Linked DNA regions of Cricetulus griseus: region 1 is linked to region 2. Evidence: chromatin contacts called from public Hi-C data. All regions are on one chromosome and are shown on one strand. Each heading gives the region's core, a stretch centred on a gene start, on an enhancer-like site or on the middle of the called end of the contact. The rest is flanking DNA. Distances are from core to core; before and after follow the strand shown. Region 1 has its middle 210 kb from the start of Dusp10. Region 2 holds the start of Hlx (H2.0-like homeobox protein).

The links. A called contact is a pair of places that touch in the nucleus more often than the background predicts.
Region 1: a contact with region 2 is called in a Hi-C map of fibroblasts, with 4 times the contacts expected there. The contact joins the enhancer-like site here to the promoter of Hlx in region 2. A contact is called at or near these places in 3 of 8 Hi-C or Micro-C datasets (the CHO-K1 cell line, fibroblasts and liver).

The regions. Positions count from the first base shown.
Region 1 is chr5:10,374,695-10,380,588 of CriGri-PICRH-1.0, reverse strand. No RefSeq gene overlaps it. Among named protein-coding and RNA genes, the nearest start is that of Dusp10, 210 kb to the left of the region's middle. Within about 2 kb of position 4,593, at least 2 of the 6 cell types and tissues checked have open chromatin away from gene starts, as enhancers often do. A contact at or near this core is called in the CHO-K1 cell line and fibroblasts, where this site is marked.
Region 2 is chr5:9,938,416-9,944,814 of CriGri-PICRH-1.0, reverse strand. Hlx (H2.0-like homeobox protein) reads right to left here and starts at 1,317. Exons shown (of 4, transcript XM_035445625.1): 1 at 207-1,317. The coding sequence starts at 792.

The sequences.
Region 1 (5,894 bases), core at 3,344-5,843, 430 kb before region 2:
AAGCACAACTGTTGGGTTTAGTACAGACAGCTAAGAAGAACAGGAAAATAATTGTAACTAGAGTTTTAGGGTAACAGTCTGGGCTCCAGAAACTTTAACAAGTTAGGCTCAGCCACTTGTTCCTATATGCTAATGAAAGTAATATGTACCAGCGACAACCAACAAGAGCTTTATTCACTGTGGCCATGTTGGGAAGAGGTTGAGTACCCCAAAGTTTCTCTTTGGGGTAGCCATATGAGCTTTGTTTGGAAAGAGGAAGAACTGAGGTATGTGGCAAGAAGTTTGCATAGTTATCTAGTGGGTCAAGGTTACCCCAGTGCAGCACGGACTCTCTTATGAATCTGCAAGTCTAGTTTCTGCAAGATGGCGGCTTCTCTTAAGTGAGCCTCACCCACATCAAGAATCGTTCTTATCTGGGATGATTCATCATGCCTGTTTTCCTTTCCAATTCTTGTGATCCCAGGTGTAGGACACTGACTTAGATTCATTCTTTCAGCTCTGATGGGGATGAAACTGGTTAGACAGACAGTTCTTGACTGTGGGGTTAGCACCCTAACCTGTACAGGTCAGCATGCAACCCAAAGCAAAGGAGACAGACAAAGATTAAGGCAGAGATACTGGGTTTTTCATCCTGTGTTAGGTTACCTGTGGGTCCAAATGAGGACTCTGTTTTTCAGAAAGAGAACTTGTTGATCTTGCAGATGACCAGATTTGGTTCCTCACACATGAACAAATAGAACCAATCTTTTAAAAGATGAAAGTTGCAGACTGCAAATTGATGGCAATTAGTAAAACTTGCTTTTTTTAAACCTAGGAGTGAAAATTTCCCCTTTTATGGAAAACTGCAAAGTTGAAAACTCCCTTTAGGAACACCTACTACAGACCAGCAGGTCACCTAAAACTGTGACAGGAGCAGAGTGGGGGACCTTGGAGGAAGACTTGATGGGGCATCCCATAGAACAGGAAAAGATGGAGACAAAATTTCTGGAGGCCAAAGGTCATCTGAGGCTGCCAAGTAGCAACCCCCCAGTTAAAACAACCTTAGTTTCTTCCATCAGACCAACCCTGCTAAAAGTTCAATGCAGGCTCTTATAGTGCTTAAATACAAAACTCATTCTGTTTATGTAAGCATGATTTTATAACAAAAATTATATCCTAGTGAACAGGTTTTTATCTCACTTAGTTCCCTTCATACATCGTGAACACTTTTCCATGTCACTAAATGATCTCTAAATGCATGCTTTTAGTGGCTGGGCAGTTTTTTTTACACGTCTTTATTTAATGATTTCCTCCTTTTTGGACATTTAGGTTAATCTCCTAAAATGTTCTTTAATGTCAAAATAAACATCGGAAAAGCTTCTATGTGAATTGGTTCCAAAATGATTATTCCTGTCCTTTTAAACCGGGTCTGTGTGGACCCTTGGAAGCTGGGTGGTCTGTCTTGGAGGCACAGGCTCCCAGAAGCTGAGGCTGCACTCCTGTCTGGCAGTTACAAAGTCATGGGCATGCTCTGTGTGGTGTGTGGGTCCTGATGGGTGAAAACAACATCACATTTATGTTCTGTCACCAAATGCAAAGTGCTTACTCAAATATTTTTATAATCAGAGGCTGGACCAAAGAGATGGCCCAGAAGGTAAAACCACAAGGTGCACAAACCTGGCACCCGGAATTTGACACACAGACTTGTAAAAAGCTGGATGTCATGCTATCACATGCACCCAGAAGTCCTTCAATGACGGGAGAAGAGAGAGAGAGAGAGAGAGAGAGAGAGAGAGAGAGAGAGAGAGAGAGAGAGAGAGAACTACCTAGCACTTCACATACCAATTAGATTAGAATATGCAAGACATCAGAAACAAGAGAGCCCCTGCCTCAAAACAAAGTGGAAAGCAGGAACAACTCTTAGAAGTTATCCTATGGCCTCCACAGGCGTGCCTCAGCATGCCCCTGTACTCACGTGCACACACACAAAAATAACACACCTTTTAAAATTAGAGGTCGATCAAGGTTAGAAAATAGGATTGCTTTACTCCCTATCTCAAAGTTCCTTAATGCCACTTTCAGATTTTTGTAGAATAGAATAAGAACATTTTAGAACTGGATAGAGCGTCCCTTTCTTGTGTCCTCAGCAGAGTCACTGAGGTAGTTGCTGGCTATTTGGTCTTGCCCTGCTCTTAATCTGCCTTTTACTGTCAAGAAAACAGTCCCCCGATCCTGTCCTGTCAGCATCTGGCCACCATTGCTTCTTCCGTTCATGGAATAAAGCTCAACTCCTGTAATTTAGCATCCAAGTCATTTTACTTGAGACTCCAAACTGAATTTTGTTCCATTTCTGTTCCCAGTTTCATTTCTGTTGCTATGATAAAACATAATGGCAAAACCATCAAACAGGTACAAGAATTTATTATAGTTCTACTTGCAGGGAAGTCTAGGCAACAACAAAGTCAGGAGCTGATAGAGAATAAACACATGCAGGCTTACAAGTACCAAGACCTGTCCACTCCCTACTCCAGTAAAAAGATCTTCTGCCTGGGGAATGGTGCCACCCACAATGGACTGAGTCTGCTCACATCAACTAACAGTCAAGACAATCTCCCATAGACATACCTGCAAACAACCCTGCTTTAGACAATCCTTCTCTGAAACTTTCTTCCTGGGTGGGTCTAGGTTGTGCAACATTGACAATTTAGAATTTACCACCAAAGCTCCACAGACCATTCACCATAGGCCAGTCACAGTTGACCTTGACAATTTCTATTCACCAATTCCCTAGTCTGTGTCAAGTGGGTTGTAGCTGTTGTTTTAATTACCTACAACAAAGCTACTAAGTGTAACCATTATCATCACTTCTTTTTTTGTTGTTGCTGTTTTGTTTTGTTTTTGAAACAGGGTTTCTCTGTCACATTGGAGGCTGTCCTGGAACTCTCTGTAGACCAGTCTGGCCTCAAACTCCCAGAGATCTGCCAGTCTCTGCCTCCAGAGTGCTGGATTAAAGGAGTGCGCCACTACCACCCAGCCATTATCTTCATTTGTTTGTGATAATGAGTCCAAGGGGATGAGGAAGGGTTCAAATTTTGAGTTTTTCTACGACACATGCTTTTCCTTTCCTATTTTTTTTAAGTTGTAAAAGACACATAACAAATGTCCCTACCTTTACTTTTAAGAAGACAGTTGAGTGACATCAAACACATTTAGAAGGTATCATATGTGTCACCATCATCCAGCTCTACAAACTTTGTCTTATAAATCCAAACCTCTATACCATTAAACAGTAATTACCCTTTCCCCGGAAGCATTATTTTTTCATTGTCTCTATGATTTTGACAAATTTTCCTTGCTTTTAAAGGCTGAATAATATTCCATTTTCTTTATCTATTCATCCATTAGTGAGTACTTGTGCTGCTTCTGTGTTGTTAGCTATAATGAACATTGATGTATAAATGTTGCGTTGAGAGCCTGTTTCCAAACCCTTTGAATAGGAACTCAGATGTTGCCACTGTTTGGACCTACAGCCCTCTGACTGGCCTTTTGCTTTTCTGCTGTCAAGATCGTCTCTTCACTTCCCAGCTTTCCTTTCTCATCCTATTTTAGTTCCCTCCAGAATAAAATTCTGTTTGTTCCATGAAGGCTCTATCATCGGTCCTTTAGCTCAATCCCCTGTCCACAGTAGGCACTCAATAATGAATGACTAACTAGATAAATGCTCACTGTATCTCCAAATCAAAGTTTTAAGATGGTAGGAGACATACGTGATATCGAGTCCACATGTTAGAGGGTTTAAAGGAAGCTTGTTAAACAAGTCAAGTCCTCATGTCTTCTAGGACGGAAAGCACTCCATAGGGCTCCCAAAACCTCATGGCAGCAGGAACAAAGGTCGAGACTGAGTATGCTGGGGGATTGTTGGAGTTGGGTCAACTCCAATTGGCACAAACAGGCCTGCTACTTTTTCTCCAGGGTTCCTTCTCCCAATATCATGTATTAATGCTAATTAGTCAGGCAGTGCCCTGATACAGAACACTGATGACCTAGAAGAATTACAGGGAGGTGCTGTCATTTCTCAAAGCCGCCCCCACCCCATGCCCAGGAGCAGCAGGGATAAGAGAAGAAGAAGGAGGGAGATCAGCAACTTCTCTCCAGAGATAAGTGCAAGTGAGATCAGGCCCAGCAGGAAGCAACTGGAGAAATGGTATTTTCACAGCTGGGTCTCTTTGCTTAAAATACCCAGCCCTTACTTTAGGAAAGTCCCTTCTACAAGGAGGGAATGGGCTGGCTGTTCACAGAGGCTGACCCCTGGTGTCACTCTGACTTTGAATTTCCCTTTCACTCAGATGGGCATAGGGATGACTTCTAAGCAAGGGCCTTGATTGTCACCAATTCACATCAGGTTGTTGTAGTGGGTGGCCTCTGTCTCACCTAGAGGGAAACGGAGATTGGGCTTAGTGTATGGAGCTGCATTCATGACATTCTCAGTATTTATATTCAGATCAGGGCTCTGGATTTAGATTATGTCTCCTGGGAAAATAGCAGTGTGGTCTCCATGGTGCTGCAAACACACCCCTTGAATGACTGCCTGGTGGCTTATCCTGGCAGATGAGTGGTCCTCTCCCAGATCTACTTTGGCATTCCTGGTATTTCCTGTAGATATCACCAAGAGGACATGACATAGGCTTTGATTTCAAAGACCAATGCCATAGGACATGACTCATCACTGTGACTCACTTTTAGGGACTTTCTCCTGAGAAGTGCCACTCAAATAGCATGGTGACAGACTCTACTCCTGTTGATGAGTAGAACACACACCCTGCTTCCAAATAGTCAGGACAGCAGCTGTGCTAATGAACATGCCTTAATTAGAAAATCAATATTGTAAAGGCCTGTGATGTTTAAAGTATTCTGGTGTCATCTGTCATTCATTTGCTATTTCATGAGTGATGGGTCAGAAGGCTATGGTATGTAAAAGGAATTATACATGGGTCACATTCCAACATGTCCATAGTCTAGCAAACATTATCTGATGGAAAGTAATACTTACTTTGGTCAAAGTAAAACAATACAGTTGAAAAGTAACAACAGAAAAGTTAATGATTCCATCTTGGCCAGGCTGCCATTCCTGTGCTCACACACCCTGTGGACTGTGCTTCTTTCTGCTCCAAATTCCTGAGTGTCAGTCACATAGGCCTCTTTGCCTTTCGGTCTTACTCCCAGCCCAGTCCCAGAGCCTCTTCCTGAGTCATCTTTGCACCCACAGGCCTTACACATCCCCTCGTGGCATCTTGTCATGCGTGCCGTGGTAGTGACAGGCGTCACTGTCTAATGAAGACACTGACAACGATGAAGGTCAAAGTCCCCACCACGCACTGGCTTCTAGGATTTTTCTTTTCTATGATGGACAGTCCTATAGATGTCAGCATCTGTAGTCAGCTGCATCATGATCATAACTAGTGTACAGCATGGTACCAGCACCCCAAATCCCATTCACTGTGGTCCTGACTGCCACACCTCCCTTCGGCCGGCAGTTCCCAGCTGTCACTGTTCTCAGAGCACTTACCTTTTGAGAACAGTGTCTGTCACAGAGCATTTTATATGTAGTGCAGGCTGCCTTTCCTTCTACTGAAGGACATTCGAGTTGTTTCCAGGTCGGAATAGTGAGAGTACAGCTACCCTCAACATGTATGCATTGGCTTTAAAGCAAACATACATTTTCATTCTCACGAACTTGGAATCCCTGGGGAGTGTATGTTTAATTTTATAAAGCCAAGACCACATGGTTTTCCAAAGTGGCTGTACCACTTTCCAACCCAGCAGTGAGTGGATACGAGCAGATGGTGATTTCAACAGGTCAATATTTTTCATTAAAAAAAAAAAATCTTGCTTTTATTTTGTGGACCGTGATCTTG
Region 2 (6,399 bases), core at 68-2,567:
TCACTTTTTACTTAGAGTAGCTGAGTTTTAAATGTCTCATAGTTATCTTACAATTCGTTTTCTTCTCTGTCATTCTACCGATTTGTCCTTAAGTGTAAAAGCACACAAAACCAAACCAAAAACCAAACCAAAACAACAACAACAAAAACCCGCATGGGACCAGGGCCCATGGTTATGAGGCCTGAAGCCTCCCAACCAGAACGTACCTCTCAGAGTGTTGCCTTCCTTGACTTTCGGGTCAAACTCTGAAGACAAAATTCGGTCGATTCCAAATTTGAGGTCTTTGCTGGAGGGGGCAGGGGCGGAGCCGCTATGGTGGGGGACCACCCGCGTCCCTGAAGCCGGTGGCTGCAGGGAGCCCGCCCGAGGTGGAGGCGGAGGCTGTTGCTGCGACTGTTGTTGGGGCTGCGTTGGTTGTTGCTGCGGGAGATGTTGGTGATAGGCAGCCGAGAGCGGGGACAGCCGCTGAGGAAAGCCAGCCGGGACTTCTGAAGGCGCCACCACCGGGGTGGGACGTAGCGGGGATCTGGTGGCAGCTTGGAAGGAGGCGTGCGGGTGCACGGAGCCCAAGTGCGCGGTGAGGGCGGCGGAGGCCCCCACCAGTCCCTCTGCGGCGGGCCCGGGCTCCCCGACGCCGGCGTGCAGGATGTCCGCGATGCAGAAGGAGGGCTTCTTGACAGCCGCGGGGTCCAAGGGGAAGGAGCAGCCGCCCGGGCCGGCCGAGGAACAGTAAGCGGCTGACCAGAGGCTAAAGTTGGAAGCGTAGAAGGGAGCCAGGCCGGCCGCGAACATCCTGGCAGGATCCTGGCGGGGCCCCGGGTGAGTGGGTGAGTGGGTGGGGGCTCGGGGAGAGGCGGTGTCCCAGCCAAGCCCGGTCTGCTTTCGGTTCTCCGCCCGCACTGAAGCCGAGGGCCAGCAGGGCGCCCTAGTGCCACCGAGAGAGGAGGCGAGGGCCCGGTCGCCTCCCGCCACCGCCTGGGCCCCTGGCCTGGCTTGAAAGGCGGCGCGGCGAGCGCGCTCCCCGCGGGGAGGAGGCGGTAGCCGGGTGCTGGAGCGACGAGGCGGGCGCGGCCTCGCTCCGCTACTCCGGAGAAGCCGGGAAGACAGGGGCCCGGCACCGAAAGAAAAACCCAAACAGCTAAGCCCTAAGAGCTAAATTTAAAACAACAATAATGATCCGTTAGCTTAAAAAAATTAAGAAGAAGGAAAAAAAAAAAAAACTCCTCTCTAAAAACTCCCAAAGTTTTGGCAGGAGCTTTCGAGTCAGACCCGGGGTAGGACCTTGATCCGTGCGCTCATTGGACGCCTATGTGACCAATGGGACTCAGGAGTGGAGGGGAATTGGGAAAGAGGGGCGTGGCCCGTCCTCAGCCACGCCCTGGCCACACCAAAGTGTTTTCTGCGGCCGCGTGGGCTGAGCTAAGCACTGCGCGTCCCTAGGAGCCGCTTAGGGGCGGAGAGTCGGCTCCTCCGGCCTCTGGCTGTCCTCTGTGGCCTGCTGCTCGGGGACCCGCCACGGGGAGCGAGGAGTCTGTCTCAAGAGGGGAGCGCTGGGACTCCCATGCTCGGCTGTAATGAACAGTTTCCCTCATCCCCCCAGAACAGACCGCGCGGGCGGACCGTAGGCTGTCCCTTCTATTTTCTACTTTCACGCGATTCTTCTCTCTGCTTTTATTTATCCCAAATTCTGGTGTCCTCGGCAAAGGCTCCATCTTTCCCGGGCCCCTGCAACCCGGAATCCCGGCCCAAATCTGCAATCCGTCTGCCTCCGAGCTCACAGGAGCTTCTCAGAGAAGCCAGAGGAGGGCCGGCCGCAAATTATTTTTATTCTGAGATGTCATTCCAGTGACAACTTGAAAGAGTGACTTTTCAAACAAAATAAGATAGATGGCTCCAAACGTCTCCCTTGGACACATCCAAACTTTTGCCCCGAGCCTAGGAAACAACAAAACGGGCTTTCTCACCGGGCCCAGGAGAGCAGCAAGCGAGTCCTCTCCCTGCACCTTGTAGGAAGTGCCACCCTTCGGGGCCACCACATACCCTGGTCACGTGGGTCCGATATTTTGCAAGTGCCAGGGAGAGGTTGCCTTTGAGATTAAATACCTACTTTCAATTCGGTGGCGGTTTTTCCAGGATCCGCTTTGGCCTGTTGGCGGGAGGCGCTGTCCCAGCCGCCACAGCCAGCGCCTTCCATTCTAGCCGGGGTCTTTAGAACTCTGGGTATGTGGAGCGGGAGTTTTCTGTAGCATCAACATCTCTATTTTAAGAATTCGTTGTGTTTTAAATTATAGTCAGAATGGATTTCCCCGCCCCTCTCCCAAACAGATCACAGGCTGAGCTGTTCTTGCACATTTTCAGGAAGAAAATAAAATAACGACAATAACGAAACCATCAAATCTTTTGTTTTCGATTGTACAAATAATTGTCTCCTAAATGAGATTCCAAGGCATGCTTATTTCTCCTCAGCTCTAAGATACCAGTTAAACCCGAAAACGCATGGGGACATGCTAGGCTACTATCAGTTCAGGATTGGAGTGGGCTCCTGAGTTAATTAACGTCTAGCAGCTTTGTGGCCCTTCCTCAGCGACATTGTCATCATTAGCGGTTGCCTTTCTCCTGGACCACAACCATCAGCTAAGGCTAATCAGTCACAGAATCTACAGCCACTGAGATTTTTCCTCTCTTTCTTGTCTTTCCCTCGATTTCTACTCTGCGCCCCACTCCCTCGCGAAAGGCTCCCTGGCCTTAACTCCCGGCATCAGGGACAGAGGGGTATAGACAGTTGAGGGCAGCGGTGCCTTGGGGAGAGGGGCCGGATGTCATGTCTAGCAGGAGGTGGACTTGTGATGAGCACAAGGCCACCGAGGTGAGACTTTGGCTAAAAGTTCTGCTGTGATGAGGTGAGAGAGAACCGTGTCATTAATTTCACCAGGTGCTTAGGGAAAGCAAGTCACCAGCCCGGTGGAGAGAGCGTGTAGGCTCCTCTATTCTTTCTTTTCTGGAAGCCTCGTAATTCGGCTGCGATTCCAGTTTGGCCGCAGACGTCCAGACAGTAAACGGCCTAGACCAAAGGCCCTGATAAAAAGAACTTAGAAGCCTGCACCTTCACCTCTTCCCCTAGGGATAAAAGGCTCCCTTTTTCCTTCTTGCACAGTTTGAGACCCGCTGAGCGGGAGGTGAGTGCAGAACCCGAACGCTCTAGGTATCTGGCAGTGTCCACAGCCGGATCTGTGGCGCTTAGAAACCAGGAGCGCCCCGCGGCTCAAAGGCTAGACAGTTTGCAAGGGCTTCTTTCCCCACAGGTCGGCTGTAACAGGCTGTATCGCCTCGGAAAGATCCTCTGTTCCCCCGGGCTAGCGGCATTTTTGCAATCCAGCCACAGCCTCACCCACTGCCCAAGGCCTAATCGGAGCTCCTAGGGGGCGAACGCCAAAGGGAAAGAAAAAGAAAAAAGGCAGCCTTTGGGTAGGTGGGTCTTTCTTGCTCCAGGCCCAAGCCTCACCCCTGCAGGTCACTCGCCTTGGTGAGAGCCCGCACACTGCCCTCTTCTTTACCCCCTACCCTTCAGAACCGAGAAAGCAGCAGGAAACCCAGGGCTCGCCGGAGTTCAGGTCATCTCCTGTTTTTTTGATGGGCTCAAACTTGGACTAAATGAGCGGATATGCCTGCGAGATTGGTCTCAAAATAGAAGCGGCCCTAGTATTTTAGGATACTGCAGAAATCCTTATTTCTTCCGGAGAAAAACTCTATAATGACTCCTAGCACTTCCCCTTTCAATATTTGTGCAACTTTATCTCCACCGGCAAGTTGCTGTGGTGACGCAAATCCGCTCTTCTGTATTACAACTTCCAAAATAAATGCACGGAAATCAATTCCCCTCTAGCAATGAAAATATAAGTATGCAGCTGTGACTTTCGCCTTTAATCTTTGCTTTCCGAGCTGTTCAGGGCTGTGGCGAAATGAACTAGCCCAGAGTTGTTGTTGCCTGAGCAGGGAGGCCCTAGGGGCAGAGGCGTGGACTCCCGGGGGACCTTGTAACCACCAGGGATAGAAATGAGCCCGATTAAATCAAATTACTTGAACTTAGTTCACACTCACGCGTCTATCAAAAAGGTCAAAATTTGGGGGGGAGGCACTACCGCGCCTGGGGCGTTTGCTCATTTATGATTGCTGTTTATAGACGTGCAATCTATCCCCTTTGTCTTTTCCAGAGAAGACACACAGCCAAAGTATTTCACAATACCAGGAATAGTCAAGGTCTTCGCAGGTCCCTTAATAATTTGACAATGTGGTTTCTGAACATTTAAGATTGAGGAAAGCAATGGATGCAATGCAATACTCAGACAAGAGAAAGCTCTGGTCTCTTTTCAGTTCTCTCTTGTGCTCAAAAGGGGCAAATTCTTACTTTAAACCCAGGGACATACATAAGAGAGCATGGTGGTGTTCCTTATTGTAGGAAGATAACTCCAGATGGGCTTGAACTAGCCAGATCTTTCAAAGGATTTGGGGACTGTAATATATAAAGTTACTCCTATCTCCACATGGGAACTCCCTCTCCGGTTCACTTTAAAGAATCTTTTAAACAGGATACTTACTCGCAGGTTTTTTTTTTTTGTTGTTGTTGTTTGTTTGTTTGTTTTTGGTTTTGTTTTTTTTGACCAAGAAATATATACCCGCAGTCAAAAGGCGGGAAAGGAAACACAGCATAGCCTGGATTTAAGCATTTGAGAGATTCTATGGACAACACTGTTGGAACCTGTGTGTTGTGTGCCCATCACTCCACCAGCCAGGAACCTGTGTGCTCCTCCAATGGGTACCTGTGTGTGGTATGCCTGTCACTCCACCAGCCGAGGTTTAATTATGGGCTTCAGGCCCAGCTCTTGTTTAGTGGTGAATGCTGGACTTTTTTCCTTGTGGGTTCTAGATAGTACAATTTAGTACATTTATGGGGAGAGGGAGGTATTCCAAGTAGACTTGCCTCCCATTTTCTGAGCTCCTTGGGTTTGCTCAGGTTGGAGGAAACTGGACTTTCTAGGAGGTGGGAAGAACAGCAGCCTGTAGCACCTGTAACCATTTGACAATCCACATGCTCCTCCCCACTTCCACGTGTGCTGGGCTCTCTGATCACCCACCCTCTCCTGGACCATGATCCCCCCCCCTTTTAAATTTTATTTATCCCGTAGGTCTGGCACCCAAATCTCGAAGCCCTTTGGGTCTGGTCCCATTTGCCCTTTTCTGGAGGATGGGGGGGGGTCTCTCCTGTTTCTAGGATGTGTCACTTCATAGATATGAAGACACTCGTCTCTCTTCCTGCCCCCTCTTGTTACACCCTCCCCTGGCTTTCCCCAACTCCCTTTAGAGATGGGGAGTGACAGCAGAGGCAAGCAGTTTGAAACCTGCTCCTGTTGTTAAAATCGGCTTCTCTATCCAGTTTATCTTTACATCTAGAAATGCCTCAGGCCTCAGGTGAGCTAGGGTAGAGCCCACCACACTACAGAACTTAGCATCCAAGCACATCCAATTGCAGTGAAGGCACATCCTGGAAGGACAGGTAGAAACTGTGAGGCCATCTGGTACTCCAGAAACCATTTGCCCATCATGAGGTGTGCTCGCCAGCTCCCAGGAATGAGCCATTTACTAGACGCTGGGTTTGTTTTCTGAATTATTGAATCTGAATGGTTCATTGTTGAGGGAAAAGAAGGAAGTCTAGGTACACTAAATCAATAACACTACATTTAAAACACACCTGCCACTCAGGGGAAGGGACAGTCATTCCAGAGAAGTACTTCTTTAAGGAAACACACAGTGCAAAGAGAACCGAAATGGACTTTGCAAGCTGCTTTTATCCTGTGGCAGACAGGGACCCCAAACTCACTCTTCATTAGTAAGTTCATACCTCCATAGTAGGGCTAATTCACATGTGAGGACACAGCTCTCAAGACTCTGTTATGGAATGAATATGAAATATTCCTACCTGCCGCATGCATGGTCCCCACCTGGTGGCATTATTTTGAGAGGAAGCTGAAACTTTAGGAGGTGGGGTCCAGCTGCAGAAAGGAAGTCACTGAGGGCATGCCAGCTTCTAGGTTCTGTGGAAAAAGAAAACTCGAGGCAGGAATGGGAAAAAAAACAGGAGATGGGTGAGGACCCTGGAAAGGGATTCTGTAGACTGAACCGACCGTGTGTCTCCCACTCAGAGCTCTCAATTTGCATCCCCACCCCACAACTGGAACAGCTGTGAAATCATAGCTGACTCCTCCACCAGCCCTGTCTCAGCGCATCAGACCCAGGCATCTTTCCCTTCCCTCTGCTGACACCTGCTGGACAATCCCTGAACCAGCAACACTGTTGGGATGAAAGACGACTTCGTTTTTTGCAAAGAAATAATGGCTCTGATCT